Linked DNA regions of Mus musculus: regions 1 and 2 are each linked to region 3. The links are chromatin contacts, called in public targeted proximity ligation maps. All regions are on one chromosome and are shown on one strand. The core of a region is the stretch at or near the end of the contact, and the rest is flanking DNA. Distances in the headings are between cores, read along the strand shown. Region 1 has its middle 73 kb from the start of Trib1. Region 2 has its middle 25 kb from the start of Mtss1. Region 3 holds the start of Washc5 (WASH complex subunit 5).

The links.
Region 1: a targeted proximity ligation map of microglia shows a contact between it and region 3, with 10 times the contacts expected there. A contact is called at or near these places in 4 of 39 promoter capture datasets (the C10 cell line, hippocampal neurons, liver and 1 more), 2 of 484 Hi-C or Micro-C datasets (bone marrow-derived macrophages and muscle stem cells), 15 of 130 datasets of targeted methods (the NIH/3T3 cell line, the SCID.adh cell line, Th17 cells and 9 more) and 3 of 9 other capture datasets (adipose tissue, bone marrow-derived macrophages and liver).
Region 2: a contact with region 3 is called in a targeted proximity ligation map of pancreatic cancer cells. A contact is called at or near these places in 3 of 39 promoter capture datasets (the C10 cell line, liver and pre-B cells), 2 of 130 datasets of targeted methods (microglia and pancreatic cancer cells) and 1 of 9 other capture datasets (liver).

The regions. Positions count from the first base shown.
Region 1 is chr15:59,719,120-59,723,426 of GRCm38.p6, reverse strand. No RefSeq gene overlaps it. Among named protein-coding and RNA genes, the nearest start is that of Trib1, 73 kb to the right of the region's middle.
Region 2 is chr15:59,104,576-59,109,070 of GRCm38.p6, reverse strand. No RefSeq gene overlaps it. Among named protein-coding and RNA genes, the nearest start is that of Mtss1, 25 kb to the right of the region's middle.
Region 3 is chr15:59,372,919-59,377,486 of GRCm38.p6, reverse strand. Washc5 (WASH complex subunit 5) reads left to right here and starts at 3,300. Exons shown (of 29, transcript NM_153548.3): 1 at 3,300-3,446. It overlaps Nsmce2 (NSE2/MMS21 homolog, SMC5-SMC6 complex SUMO ligase), which reads right to left and starts at 3,289. Exons shown (of 7, transcript NM_026746.3): 1 at 3,132-3,289.

The DNA of each region.
Region 1 (4,307 bases), core at 422-2,921, 350 kb before region 3:
TCCTCTCCTGCCACCATGGCCTCCCCATCATGGTGGACCTTATCCTAGAACTGTGAGCCAAAATAATTCTTCTGTAAGTTGATTTTGCAGAATAGTGTTGTCATAGCAACAGAAGAAAGTAAGTGCAATAACACATTCAACAACTGCCACCTCAGATCTGCTTGGGACATTCCAGAAGGGTGATTTGTTGAATCTTCTCATTGTTTTACCCAACTATTTCATCAGTCTTTGGATTCAGAAACTGGGGCAGTGCTCGTGACTAGGTTTCCACAGTCATGCTGGGATGCCTGGCCCTAGCTTCCTGCCCAGGGCAAATGGCAAGAGAGGGTAGGGGAAAGGGAGAGACAGATATTTACTAAGTACTTACTTGGTCCTCCAAGCCTGTGCACATGCCTCAAATACACACCTCCATAATACCTCCCAATAATCTAAGATTTTTCTATTATTTATCTGAGAAAATGTGGGCTCAGAGAAGTGAAGTGAGTTGCCCAAGGCCATAGAGTTTCTGAGAGGCCGAGCCAAGATCCAAACCAAGGACCTAGAGTCTTCTAAACACAATCTGGTGCCCAAGGCCAGAAATCTGCTAGAGTTGGCATCAAGTTCTGAGACTATCTTGCCCAATCAATCAGCTTAGGACAGAAGATGCAGGCACTATGGTGAGATCCAGGAAACAGTTTGGGGAAACTGAGATCAAGCCAGAGCTTATGCTGAGAACTTCCTCTTCCACTTGGGTAAGGTGCCTGAGGGAAGAAGTGACCAAGCCCTGGGACACTGACCACAGATACATGCTGGTCCTTGATTCAGGAGCCTGGAGTCATGAAAGCCAGTGAGTGTAAATTGGAGACAGTGCTAGCTCCTTCGGTCACACCAGATGTGTCTTCAGTCACTTGTCCATCTAGCTAAAGGCTTTCTGAGGTCAAACCTGGGAAAGCAGACAAGCACAACATATGGCCACACTTCCCAAAGAATGGAAGACATTAACCACACATAATGCAGTTGGAAAAACAAAAGCTCAAGGAAGTACCTTACCAAGGCTACACTGTGGTTGGTGGTAGAGTCTAGAGAAAATTCAGAGCAAACCCATTGTTGCTGTTTCTGCACAGGGCAGCAATGGGCCAAGGGAAGGGGACTTTACCACCAAAGCCAACACATTGCAACTGTGGGATGCACTGTCTGAACCAGGACATTTCTGGGAGACAAATGGAGGCATTGATATTACTTGAAAACAGCAACCACAAAGACTACCCAGGCAAATCACATGTTCACCTATAGCAGGACCTCGTGATTGACTGCCAACCATGAAAAGCAAATGTTAAAATTCTGCCTCCACTGGGCAGATTCAGCAACTGAGGCTCAGTGGAGAGAATAAAAGCTATAGAGCTCATCGGCAGATACTAAATCAGGGCACGAGCAGAGCTAGGGTCTTGTAAGAAGAAAAGGCACAGATAATTGTTGACTGCTAGGGCCACCTGAGAAGGAGTGTGTGGCTGTCATCCATCCTGATTAAGTTCTATCTATGACAAACTAGTAAAAGTGTCCATTTCAGTTGAGTCAAGGACCTGCATGTGTCTGTGGTCAGTGTCCCAGGCTTGGCCACTTATTGCCCCAGCCAACCAAGTGGAAGAGGAAGTCCTCAGCATAAGCTCTGGCTTGATCTCAGTTTCCCCAATTGGGCTCCCAGGAAGCAGAACCAAGCATTGCAGTTTCGGCAGAGAGCCGGAGGGGAAGGATGCTTTACAGCCAGGAAATGGTGCTGTTCTGTGGCCATAGGGAGATGCGGGAGCCATGGCATGTAGCTTATTCTGAGATACAGTGCAGAGCATGGCTTCTAGGGCAACAGTCTCTGTAAGAGAAGCCCTCTGCTTCCTTCCTCATTTTTCTTCTAAGCTAAGCCAAAAAGCAGCCAGCAATAGGGCCTGGCAGCCAAGAGGGCACTGAGTGACAGAGCAGCTTCAGACAAGGAGGACTGAAGTCAGTGCCGAGACAGTCAGCAGGGATACAATAAGGAGGTCCAGGCCCTGTCACAACAAGATTGACAGACCACACCCCACCCCACCCACGGGAGGCTGCGCAGCCTCAGCCTTCAGGATAGTAGGAGCACTGAAGGTCCCTGCAATCCCTCCAAGGCCCTGCTTTCTGGGCCGGCTGTCAGATCATTGGCCTTACCTTCCAGCTCTTTGCTTTCTAAGAGTTCCTTCCTCTTTCTGTGTTTACCCCACCCCACCCCCAGCCTGTACCCAGTTATCCCCAGCCCAGAGCTTGGGGTGACTTTCAGGAACCTGTCATTGTGAAAAACTCTAACCGCTCCTACCTTGTGTCTCTAACTACACGGAAGGAAGGAATAGGTCCTGTGGATCCGTGTAACAAGATGTCTAGAATAGACCTTCCCATCAGGAGGAAGAGACTATTACAGTCTCCTTCCAGCCCCCTGGTACCAACACTAATGCACACAGATTTCTGAAAGAGTCTGAGGGCAGGGCAGGCACAGAAGATACCCCCAAGTGAGAGTCATGTGCTAGACACAGCTTCTGCTGTTACTTACCTGCAGGACAAGAACTGTCAGCATCATTATGAAGCCAACTGCAGCCCTGCCAATCAATGGCTCACACTTTAAAAAACACTGTCACTGTTTAAAATGAGCTTGAGAGTACACTCCTTTTATGTATGGTTTAAAAATAAGGTTGAGAGGTGAGGTAAATTGCCCCCAGAGACACCCTGCTGACAATCAACACTGAAAATGAGGCCCAGGCAAGCCAGGAGTGGAAGTCAGTGCTCCCGCTATGTGGCTCTAAGAGACAATTTTAGGTTCCCCATCACTCTGATGAACTCAGCTCCAGATTAAAGATGTTAAGAGCCTACAAAGATGAGAGAAACATCCAAAATGGATGTTGGGTGTGGTAGGGGAGGAAGCTGATAGACAATCAGAGGCTCTGGAGAAGCCAGTAGCAGAAGGGACATGAAGGGGACCTCTAGAGATGTTTACCATGGGCAGCAGATGGGAGCTTTAGCGGACTTCCCATTTCAAGAGCATGAGGCAGCTCTGAGGAGAAGGGTTGGCAGCAGGCTCCTGATTTGGCTCCCAGGGTGTTGTGTGCCGGCCTGCGGCCTACTTGAACCGGGTACACCAGGGAGGCAGGCTGGGGCTGAAAGAGACTTAGACCAAGAGAGATTAATGGAGACCAAGACATGATTCTGTTTAAGGCCCGCCAGTTTACTAAGAGAGTCTACTTATAAAAGGGGGAGGCCCATGCCCCGCTAGTCCATTCTTGGTGTCTGGAGCCAGCCTGTAGGTGATGTGTAGAATAGCATGTTCCTCCAGAATGTCTCAGGGGCTTCTCAGCAGGTAGCAGTGTCTTGGGGAGAGCAGTGGTCAGCGGCAGAACAAAAGAGCCATCTAGGTCAGAAGGCTCCACCTTAGGTAATTTCCTTCTCAGTGGCAGCAAGGTCAAAGTCTGGATCAGCCTGCTTCAGGGCTGAGGGAGGCTACACTAGGGAACATGCCTCCATGCCCGCAAACACAGTGTGGGGGTCAGACTGCTGTTGACATCTAGTGAGGGGGATGGCAAAGGCTCCTGAATGCACAACCATGCACAGAGGGGAGGCCAGTCTGAAACAAAACATCCCAGGATATTCTCTCTCTCTCTCTCTCTCTCTCTCTCTCTCTCTCTCTCTCTCTCTCACACACACACACACACACACACACACACACACACACACACACACACACACCCTGGACCACTGAGGAGCCTTGTGGGAGCTGTCAGAATGGGAGGTGTAGATGCCAGCACCGTGAGCCCGATGAGAGACCAGGACACAGAGGAGGAAGTCGGCTGTGAAAATGGAGAGTGGACCCATGAGAGCTAACTGAGCTCAGGGTGAGTCAGATGTGGGGAACCAGGGAATCAGAACTTGCCTCCCACCCCTTTCACTCCCTCACCTCAGCCCTCTCTTTTCTCATCACACACCAACCTCTTACTTGCAGAACTGCCGTTGTTTCTCAGCCTCCTCAAACTGGCCTTTCCTCTCCACACTGATCCTGAAGAAACTGTTCTAAAGCCCCATACTGCTTGGGTTACACTCTTCCTCCAAATCTTCCTTGGCTCCCTAAGCCCCTCAGAATTAACATACACTATATTGATGTATGATCCCACCCTCCCATGAGTCCCAGACATTCCTCGTCTGCTATGATACATGCTTTTGATTGATGGTAGCAAGTACATGCCTCAGTCCCCTGAAGAGGCCTAGTTCCATCTGTAATCTGTGGTTCTCCAAACATAGGACTTTTCTGATCCACTCTCTTCAGCAGT
Region 2 (4,495 bases), core at 1,686-4,185, 270 kb after region 3:
CTATTATATCATTACATAAATAATATGCCATATATATCATATAATATTATATAATAAAAATTATGTTATGTTATATATTATATGTGAATAAGAATGTTATTAGATGTTATTATATGAAAATATAATATTATAGAAGTTAAATTACATATGTAAGAATATGTGTTATTGTATGTTATTATATGTTATTACATATAATATAGAAAATATATTTTTTATATATTATATAACTACACATTTATATATAATTATATATTTATATATGCAAATATCATATTATATATATATATATATATATATAAAATTTTGTATGTATGGCTTGTTTTGCCTTCATGTATGCACCACACGTGTGCAGTGCCTTGGAGGCTTCAGATACCCTGGAACTAGGGTTACAGATGATTTTGTGGGCCGCTATGTGGATGATAGGAATGAATCCTGATTCCTCTGCAAGAGCAGCAGCACTCCTGACTGATGAACCATCTCTCCAGCCCCTAGTTTTTTTAAAAACATTTTTAGTGTTTATTTAGTAGGGGTAGGAGTTGCACGTCTCCTTGTACAAACACAGGTCAGAGGACAACTTGGAGGAGTTGGGTGTTTCTTTCAACCACGTGGGTCCTGAGGATCTGGCTCGGGCTGTAAAGCTGTGAGCAGTACACACCAACTCATCCCACCAGTTTCCAAAATCTATTTCTGAAAGCACATGAAGAAAGCTGAGGAGACGGCTCAGTGAGTAAGGCACTTGCTTTGCAACCTGAGGACCAGAGTTTGGTCCCCACAACCCACAGAAAACTAGACATGGTAGAGCATCTGTTTGAGACAGGGTTTCCTGTAGACCTGGTTGGTCTGGAAGTTAGCTGTGGAGCTGGGTATGGCTACAGATTCTTGGTCTTCCTGTTTCTGCCTCCCCGGGGTTGGGATTACAGACATGCTCCATTGTACCTAGCTGAACAGTTTGCTTTTGGGGTTGGGGTGAGATCCTCTGGTTTCATAAAATAGAAAATCTAGCCCATTCCCCACCCTGTGTAAGCACACAATGGTATTTATCAGAAACTAGGTTGAGCTTCATAGCCATAGCTGAAGGTCAGAGAAACCATCAGAAATCCTGTTTCTATCTCAGCTCAGTTCTGTGGTCCATCACATGTGGGCCTTAGTCTCAGATCTGACCTCTCAGCCCAGATCTCATGACTTCTCACATTCAAGTCTGGAGGGACAAACAACTCCATTATTACATTAACCAGAGAAAACACCCTTGGGTTTTCTAGGCAGGCTTTGGCTCATACTCTGTTGCCATTCCCTGACTAGCCACTGTCACCAGACAGGAGGACTTCCCCCAGGTGATTGGATCTTACTCTTGCGATTAACCACCAGCACCAACACAGAGGTCAGCGTTAGGCAAAACACATGGTTGGCAGTAAGGTAGGCAATCCTTCTAGAGCTAAATCAGGTCACAGGAAGTGGGCAGCTAACAACAGATGTTCCCCCCCACACACACACACACAACTTGCTTAAGAATGTCCCAACCGACATTCCTAGCATTGCGACCCTTCACAACAGGTGGGGTTCACAGAAGACCTTGTTTATAGTGACAAAGAATTCCCTTGCTGCCTTTGCCAGACTAGAGTCAGAAATAGTTCCTGTAGGGTCTTGTTCCTCTTCAAGGAGGCTACACTTTCTTTGAATAGATGCTTTCACAGTATAAATAAGAGTGGGACAATAGTTATTACATCTACTAAACAATCATGTAACTCGCACACCTTGTCCTTACCACTAACTAGCTCATTGGTTCAGTTCACCTAGGGACATGTAAAAAATGTCTGGAGATAGTTCAGGCTGTCAAAACCTGTGGGTGCTACAAGGTAGACACCTTAGAGGCTGAACACCCTGTGCTGCACAGGGAGGGCCCTGTCCCCAGCAAATAGACACTCAGCCTACAATGGTGATGCGATCCAGAACCCCTAGCCAGGCTGCTGATGTTCTTCTCATTTTTTTTTTAAGGGGCACAAATGAAGCTTGCCAAAGATATGCAATTCGACCTGGATTCTGTGAGACAGGAAGGGGTGGGCAGGAATGTCCATCCAAAGCCCCTGCTGTCATCTGTTGATTATGAAGCTTGAGATTAGACCTCCATGCCCTGCTACTCCACTCCACCCACTGCATATCCTGGTTCCGTGGGCTGAAGGCCTCAGGAATACGGGTGCTGCTGACAGAAGCAGATAGCTCACTGGTGCCTCATGAGACAGTACCCTCCACCCCCTCATTAGAGCAGGGTTTAGGAGAGAGCAGAGGGCCCATCTTTGAGGGAGACTTATGGGTGACTGTGACATTTAGTGGGATGAACACATAATACCCTGACTTTTTGCTCTCTGTGTGTGTGTGTGTGTGTGTGTGTGTGTGTGTCTGTGTGTCTGTGTGTGTGTGTGTGTGTGTGTGCTTGAAACAGACTCTTATTTTGCAGCCAACTGCAACTGTCAACACCTCAACTTCACCCCCAGTGAAGAACCCACGTCCTAAACATGTTATAACCTCTCCCAAACAGCACCACCAATGGGAGACCCAAGTGTTCAGATTTGTGATTTTTGGGGGGACATTTCTCATTCAAACCTTTGGTAGGCATCCTGAACCACAAGGGAACTTCAGGGAAACAAGACATAGGCTAGAAGGTAACACAGGAACCAGATTCCTGGCTACACCATGGACCCGACAGGAGTCTGCCACAGGGCCACCCATAGACTTTGATGTAAGAAAAAAGTGAAATTTTGTCCTTGCCCAGGGAGTGTGTTTACATTATTCTATGTGGATGAGCCTCATCATAACGGTCCATCAGCCATGGAAACACTCGGCAAATGTTTGAGAAGAATGCCTAGAGTGTACACTACCCCTGAGGAAATGAACACTGCCGGTGGGTGGGGAGCCATGGAAACAAACACCACAGAGGCCTCCTCGGGCACTTTGTGGTTAAGCACGCAAGATGACTCATGTCGCCTGTCCCCTTTCTTCCTTGTAGCACGTCCATTGTCTGCTCTTCCTGACTCAGGGGATCCCCTCTCATCAAGGTCTTCTGTCACAGAGACTCCATCTTCCCAGGGTGGGTGCCACATTGTCATTTGAAAGTGGTTTTAGTGACTGGGCACCAAGAGGCAGCAACAGAGAGAATTCCATAAGCAAGAGCCTCAGAGGAAGTAGATGAAGAAATGCAGGGAGTCCCTAATGCTTTGGCCATTGGTCTGCTTGCGTTTTCAGCCTGGAGGGAAATAGACTGAGAGGCTTAGCTCTGGCTAATAAACTTGGAATTGAAGAATGTCACTTAGTTGCATGCCATTGGCCAAGTCACCTGGATTCATGGAGTGTTGTTTCTCCAACGAACATAATAAACCAGTAATAACTTTCTGTAACCACGCTCTGGGCCACTGTTGTAGAACACTGTTGTCTGGGCTAACACGCTTGTAATCTTGAAAATGGAGAGGCTGTGATTCCATGTGCGAAACCCACACAACATCAGGACCGTTAACACTCCCTTTAGAAGGAGTAGGGGAAAGGGCCCTGTTTCCCACCTAAGATTTCAGTCGCTCTATCTTTCCTGCTCCCGCTCAACTCTATGTGATCTTGGGACTCAAGCTTGCCAAAGTTATGCAACGAGTCCTTGGGATTCAAGGACTCATTGAATCACCTTTGTGAGCTTCAGTGGATCTGCTTTTAAGTCACTCACCATCCTTCTAAGTAAAATAATAACAACAACAATAATAATAATAATAATAATAAGAAGAAGAAGAGAGAGAGAGAGAGAGAGAGAGAGAGAGAGAGAGAAAGAAAGAAAGAAAGAAAGAAAGAAAGAAAGAAAGAAAGAAAGAAAGAAAGAAAGAAAGAAAGAAAGAAAGACATCAACTGATGGTTCCTTCTCTGGGGTGTCCTGATTAACTCTTGTGGTTGTTGTTGTTTTTATCAACTTGACACAATTCCTGGTCCATCTAGGGAAAGGAAACTTCAGTTGAGAAAAATTCTCCACCAGATCGGCAAAGCCGGTGGGGACATTTTCTTCACTGATGATGAATAAGAGAGGGCCCAATCTGCTGTGGGCAGTTCCAACCCAAGTGGGTAACCCTGGGTTTTTGTTTTTGTTTTTGTTTTTGTTTTCTTTCAAATCAGATTAAAGCCACTGTGAGCAGGCCGGTAAGCATTTAGTCTCTGCCTCAGTTCCTGTCTCCAGGTTCCTGCCCTGTGAATTCCAGCTGTGATTTCCATCAGTGATGAACTGGGACCTGGAACATGGAAGCCAAATAAATCCTTTGCTCCAGAAGTTGCTTTTAGTCGTGATGTTTTATCATAGCAATAGATAGCAAACTAGGGCATGGGATAAAGAGAAATACTTCCCCAAATTCTTGAAACTGAGATAAATAGTGGACGATGGCCTGCTACAAAATAGAAGCTTGAGTTACACTTCTAGAAACTTCTCTCTGCCTACACATGCTGCCAACCAGAGCCATGATGCAACAGAATGGCC
Region 3 (4,568 bases), core at 2,051-4,550:
GCCAGGCAGTATTCTAGGCACCAGACATACTCAGCCTCTCCTTCCCAGGAGCTCAGCAGTTGGTAGGGACCAGACGCACAAATATATTATTGAAACAGCAGAGATTACTTGTAAAATGAAGGGACAGATGAGCTGTCCCACTTAGCCCTCAAAGAGAGGAAAAGACGTATAAAAATACACAGCAACAACAGTTCGAAAGAGCATACAACTCTCCAGGAGCTACTTCCTGCTGACAGATAATGGACCCTTTTCTGTCTTTGCTGTTCTGACAGGATCTCACTAGGTAGTCCACACAAGCCTCGAACTCATGGCAACCCACTTGCCACTCAAATGCTGAGACTACAGGCATGACCCACCCTCCAGACCTAACATAGAAATACTCCGTGACAGCTGATACTACAGACGCCTGACATCTCCTCATCCATTAGCACTAAAGACCAGAGCTAAAGACCTTGATTGAGGCCAGGCGTGGTGGCGCACGCCTTTAATCCCAGCACTCGGGAGGCAGAGGCAGGCAGATTTCTGAGTTCGAGGCTAGCCTAGTCTACAGAGTGAGTTCCAGGACAGCCAGGACTACACAGAGAAATCCTGTCTTTGGAAAAAAAAAAAAAAGTAAAAAGTAAAAAGACCTTGATTGCTATTTCACTGAGGAAGCATAAACCACCACGGAAGGGCATCCCTCCCCGCCCAGCAGCCTCGGTTCCTATGTTCTCCTTTCTTTTCAGGTTGAATGAACTAACCACGTCCACTGAGACCACCTCCATTCCACATCAGATCTCCTTTCCTTCTCTCTGTATTCCTCCCTGCTCTCCTGCTCTCCTCAATCAGCAGCTTTCTCCTCGCCCACACCACACCACTCTCCATAGCAAACCAAGGACATCTTTCTCTAATCTTAAAGAAAAGCATCTCCCCCACCTTCCTCTTCCATGACTTCCCATGCTTCTGCCTTCATCCTGGCAGCAAAACTCTCCCATAGGCGTGCCTCCATTTGTTTCAAAGTCCTGTCCTCCAGTCCTGGCCTGGGAGTCTGCCAGGCTCCCACCTCTCCCACTTCACGGGACCTGCTCTCAAGGCCACTACTGCAATCTGTATGCCTTCCTCAGGTGTACTGGCTAGTTTTTTGTCAACTTGACACAGCTGGAGTTATCACAAAGAAAGGAGCTTCAGTTGAGGAAATGCCTCCATGGGATCCAACAGTAAGGCATTTTCTCAATTAGTGATCAAGGGGGAAAGGCCTCTTGTGGGTGGGACCATCTCTGGGCTGGAAGTCTTGGTTCTATAAGAGAGCAGGGTGAGAAAGCCAGGGGAAGCCAGCCAGTAAGGAACATCCCTCCATGGCCTCTGCATCAGCTCCTGCTTCCTGACCTGCTTGAGTTCCAGTCCTGACTTCCTTGGTGATGAACAGCAGTATGGAAGTGTAAGCCAAATAAACCTCCCCAACTTGTTTCTTGGTCATGATGTTTGTGCAGGAATAGAAACCACGACTAAGACATCAGGGAACAATATTTCCGTTTGCACTCCTTTGGGCTCTTAGCTCTTTCCATCTCTTCCAAGAGCTGTCTAGAGCCCCAATCCACAACTGCTAGTCCTCCCCATACCTTCCCCAACACATACTCTTCACTTCCCCGCCTCCTCCAGTCTCATCTGTCTGCTAAGGTCTAAATGTTTGGGTCCCCATCCCCACTTTACATACTGAAATCCTAATGTCCAAACTGGTGGTTTTAGAAGATAAGGCCTTTGGCGAGGTGACTAGCTACACCCTCCAGAACATTATTAGTCCCTTATAACGGGTGCTCCAAGGGCTCTCTTGCTTTTCTACCACCCAAGAAAACAGCAAGTGCATGCCATTTACAAGCCAGAAAGCATGCCTTCACCAGACACTGAATCTGATGGTAAGTTGGCCTCGGGAATTCTCAGCCTCTACGACATCAGTTTCTGATGCTTTTGAAACTACATAGATATAGTATTTCATTTATTGACATCTGAACATTCTAACACTATTCCTTGGGGATTGGTTTAACCTAGGGTTTGGAGGTTTAACACCTCCCCCAGGGAACTTCTAACATCACGTGGGGGCATTTTTGACTGTGGCACTGGAGGGGGGTTGGGGGGTGTCACAGACCAGCATCTATGGAATTGATAGAATTCTAGCAAGTACAGTACAGTCTCTCACCACAAGGAATCATCTGAAGACAAAGCGTAATCATCACATTAGTTAAGAAACACTGATTTACACCAACCCCTTCTTGGATCCTCTTTCCAATAACACCGATCTTTTTGTTACCAGTACCTATAGCCTCCAAGACAATCTACAACAAAGTTAAGCACTTCCTGAAGTCTCACCAAGTTATTGGGCTCAGCACACTATTTTGCTTCCCTTATATTCATGAAAGAGTTGCTGTCAAGTTAAGCCAGTTTTAAATAGGAAAACACGTTTCTGCACAGCATTACAGTAGGCATAGAGCAAACCAAAAGTTCGACCGCCTTTAAATCCAAGGTGATCTCATACGACAAGAGTTGAAGTGTCTCCGTTTTCAGCATGCATACACCCTTCTCTCTGAAACCTTCCCTCGCCCACGGCTCCTCCTCTTCCACACGCCTTCTCAGTTCCTAACACACATCTCTACTATATAACTTAATACGGCTAATTGCCGACTTCTACCATTCCTTCATGCTGGGATCTCCTTAAACTGGAACATGCATTAGAAGATATAAAACGTCGCCTCACAAAAATGAAATGAGCAGGACTAAATCCGTTAAGTTACCAAAGTAATAATAAAAACTACTACCATTTCCGGGTCACCACCAACATGCCCGTGCCCAAGAAGGTTGCCTCCCGCCCCGCTTCCCCCCTCTTTTTTCACACCGAGGCTACCACATCCCTTCACCTGCAGAAGTGAAATGGCACCTGTGGCCTTGAGTCCATCTGAGCTACCTGTTCATGCCTCAGTTTCAAAAGTCAGTTCTAAACAGTTTGTTTTGTTTTGATCACATAACCTGTGATCATATGTGAGCATAACCCGCCTCCGTCTAGTTGCTGCGGGTGAAGAGGCTCAGGCCCAGGTCCCCAGAGCACAGAGGGAGGCGACAACGCCGGCTAGACCCCTATCACGGTTCCTCCTGGATCTTACCTGGCTGTCCCACCTAGCTCGGTGATATCTAGCCGAACGTCGCACGCCCAGACCCCGACTCCTTTCCTCAGCCCACTTCTGTGGCTGAAACGACCCGCGCGCGCTCTGCGTCATCACTTGGCGCCCGCGAGCGATCACATGATGCCCGGGCCCGGGCCGCCGCCCCTTGGTCACGTGACGGGCTAGGGACTCCAGGACAGAAACCCGGGTCCCGGCAGCTGACGCTCTGCGGCCCGGGACTCTAGGGGGATCCCTGGGGTGGGAGACGGGGACCGGGGCGCCCAGTCCACGCGGCCAGCGTCGGACGGCTGACAGGTGAGTCGGAGGCGGGCCTGCGGGTTCGAGGTCCATTCCTTCCCCCGTGGGCCACGTCCGGTACTGTCCCCGGAGCCAACGGGAAAACCTAGGGCTTGCAGGGTTGGGGTTGCACGCCTGATGTTCACCCACGCCTTCATGGAAATCGCTCTTGCATGCTTCTTTGAAGCTTTTGGGGTGATGCTCAGCTACTTGGCCCATAGCTGAGCTTGCAAGTTTCTCGGAGCGGTGCCTTGCTAATGTGGCTGATCTTGCACTTACTCTCCAGAAAATCAAGTAGTCACTGGAGTGATGATGGGCGAGAGCGCGCGGGGGGGTGGGGGGGGGGGTGGGGGGGGGAATAAAAGTCCTGTCGCTCACTGTGAGTTTGTGCAAGTCGTTCCTCTATACCCTAGTCTCCCTCACCTGAGACATGGTGCTGTAGTCCTTGTATTGGGGGCAGGTAGTTCTACTGGGTCCTGATTCTTCTATGATAGGAAATTTAAAAGTTGGACTCATAAAAAAAGAAAAGAAAAGTTGGACTCTTGATTTCTATATAGATGAGGGATAGTGAAGGAGTTTTATTATCTCTAACCACAGCCAGGGACTCTTTCCTTAGGTCTGCTGTTCTCACTTGTGGGTTTCATGACCCCTTTAGCAAACCTGTTTCCATAAACGTTTACATTATGATTCTTAACAGTAGCAAAATTATAGTTACTAAGTATCAATGAAAATGATTTTATGGTTGGGGTCACCACAACATGTATTAAAAGGTCAGGAAGGAAAGTTGTCTTAGATGTTAAGAATTAATGAATCAGGACTTGAGAGATGGGCCCAGTGGCTAAGACTGTTTGTTTTTCCTGAGGCCCCGGGTTCAATTCTAAGTACCCATGTGGTGACTCTCAACTATCTATAACTCCAGATCCAGGGGATCCAACACCCTCAGACATCCATGCAGGCAAAACACCAATGGACACAAAATAAATATAATTTTAAAAATTCATGAGTCACATTGGGGTGATCCAGCTTATTCCAGAACTTTTCTGGGACAGCCTCTGTTATGGATTTGAGACTGCTTTCTTTAGGGATCTGAGGTTTTGTGAAAAGAAGAAAAAATCCATCTGCTTTTGTCCTCTACACTTT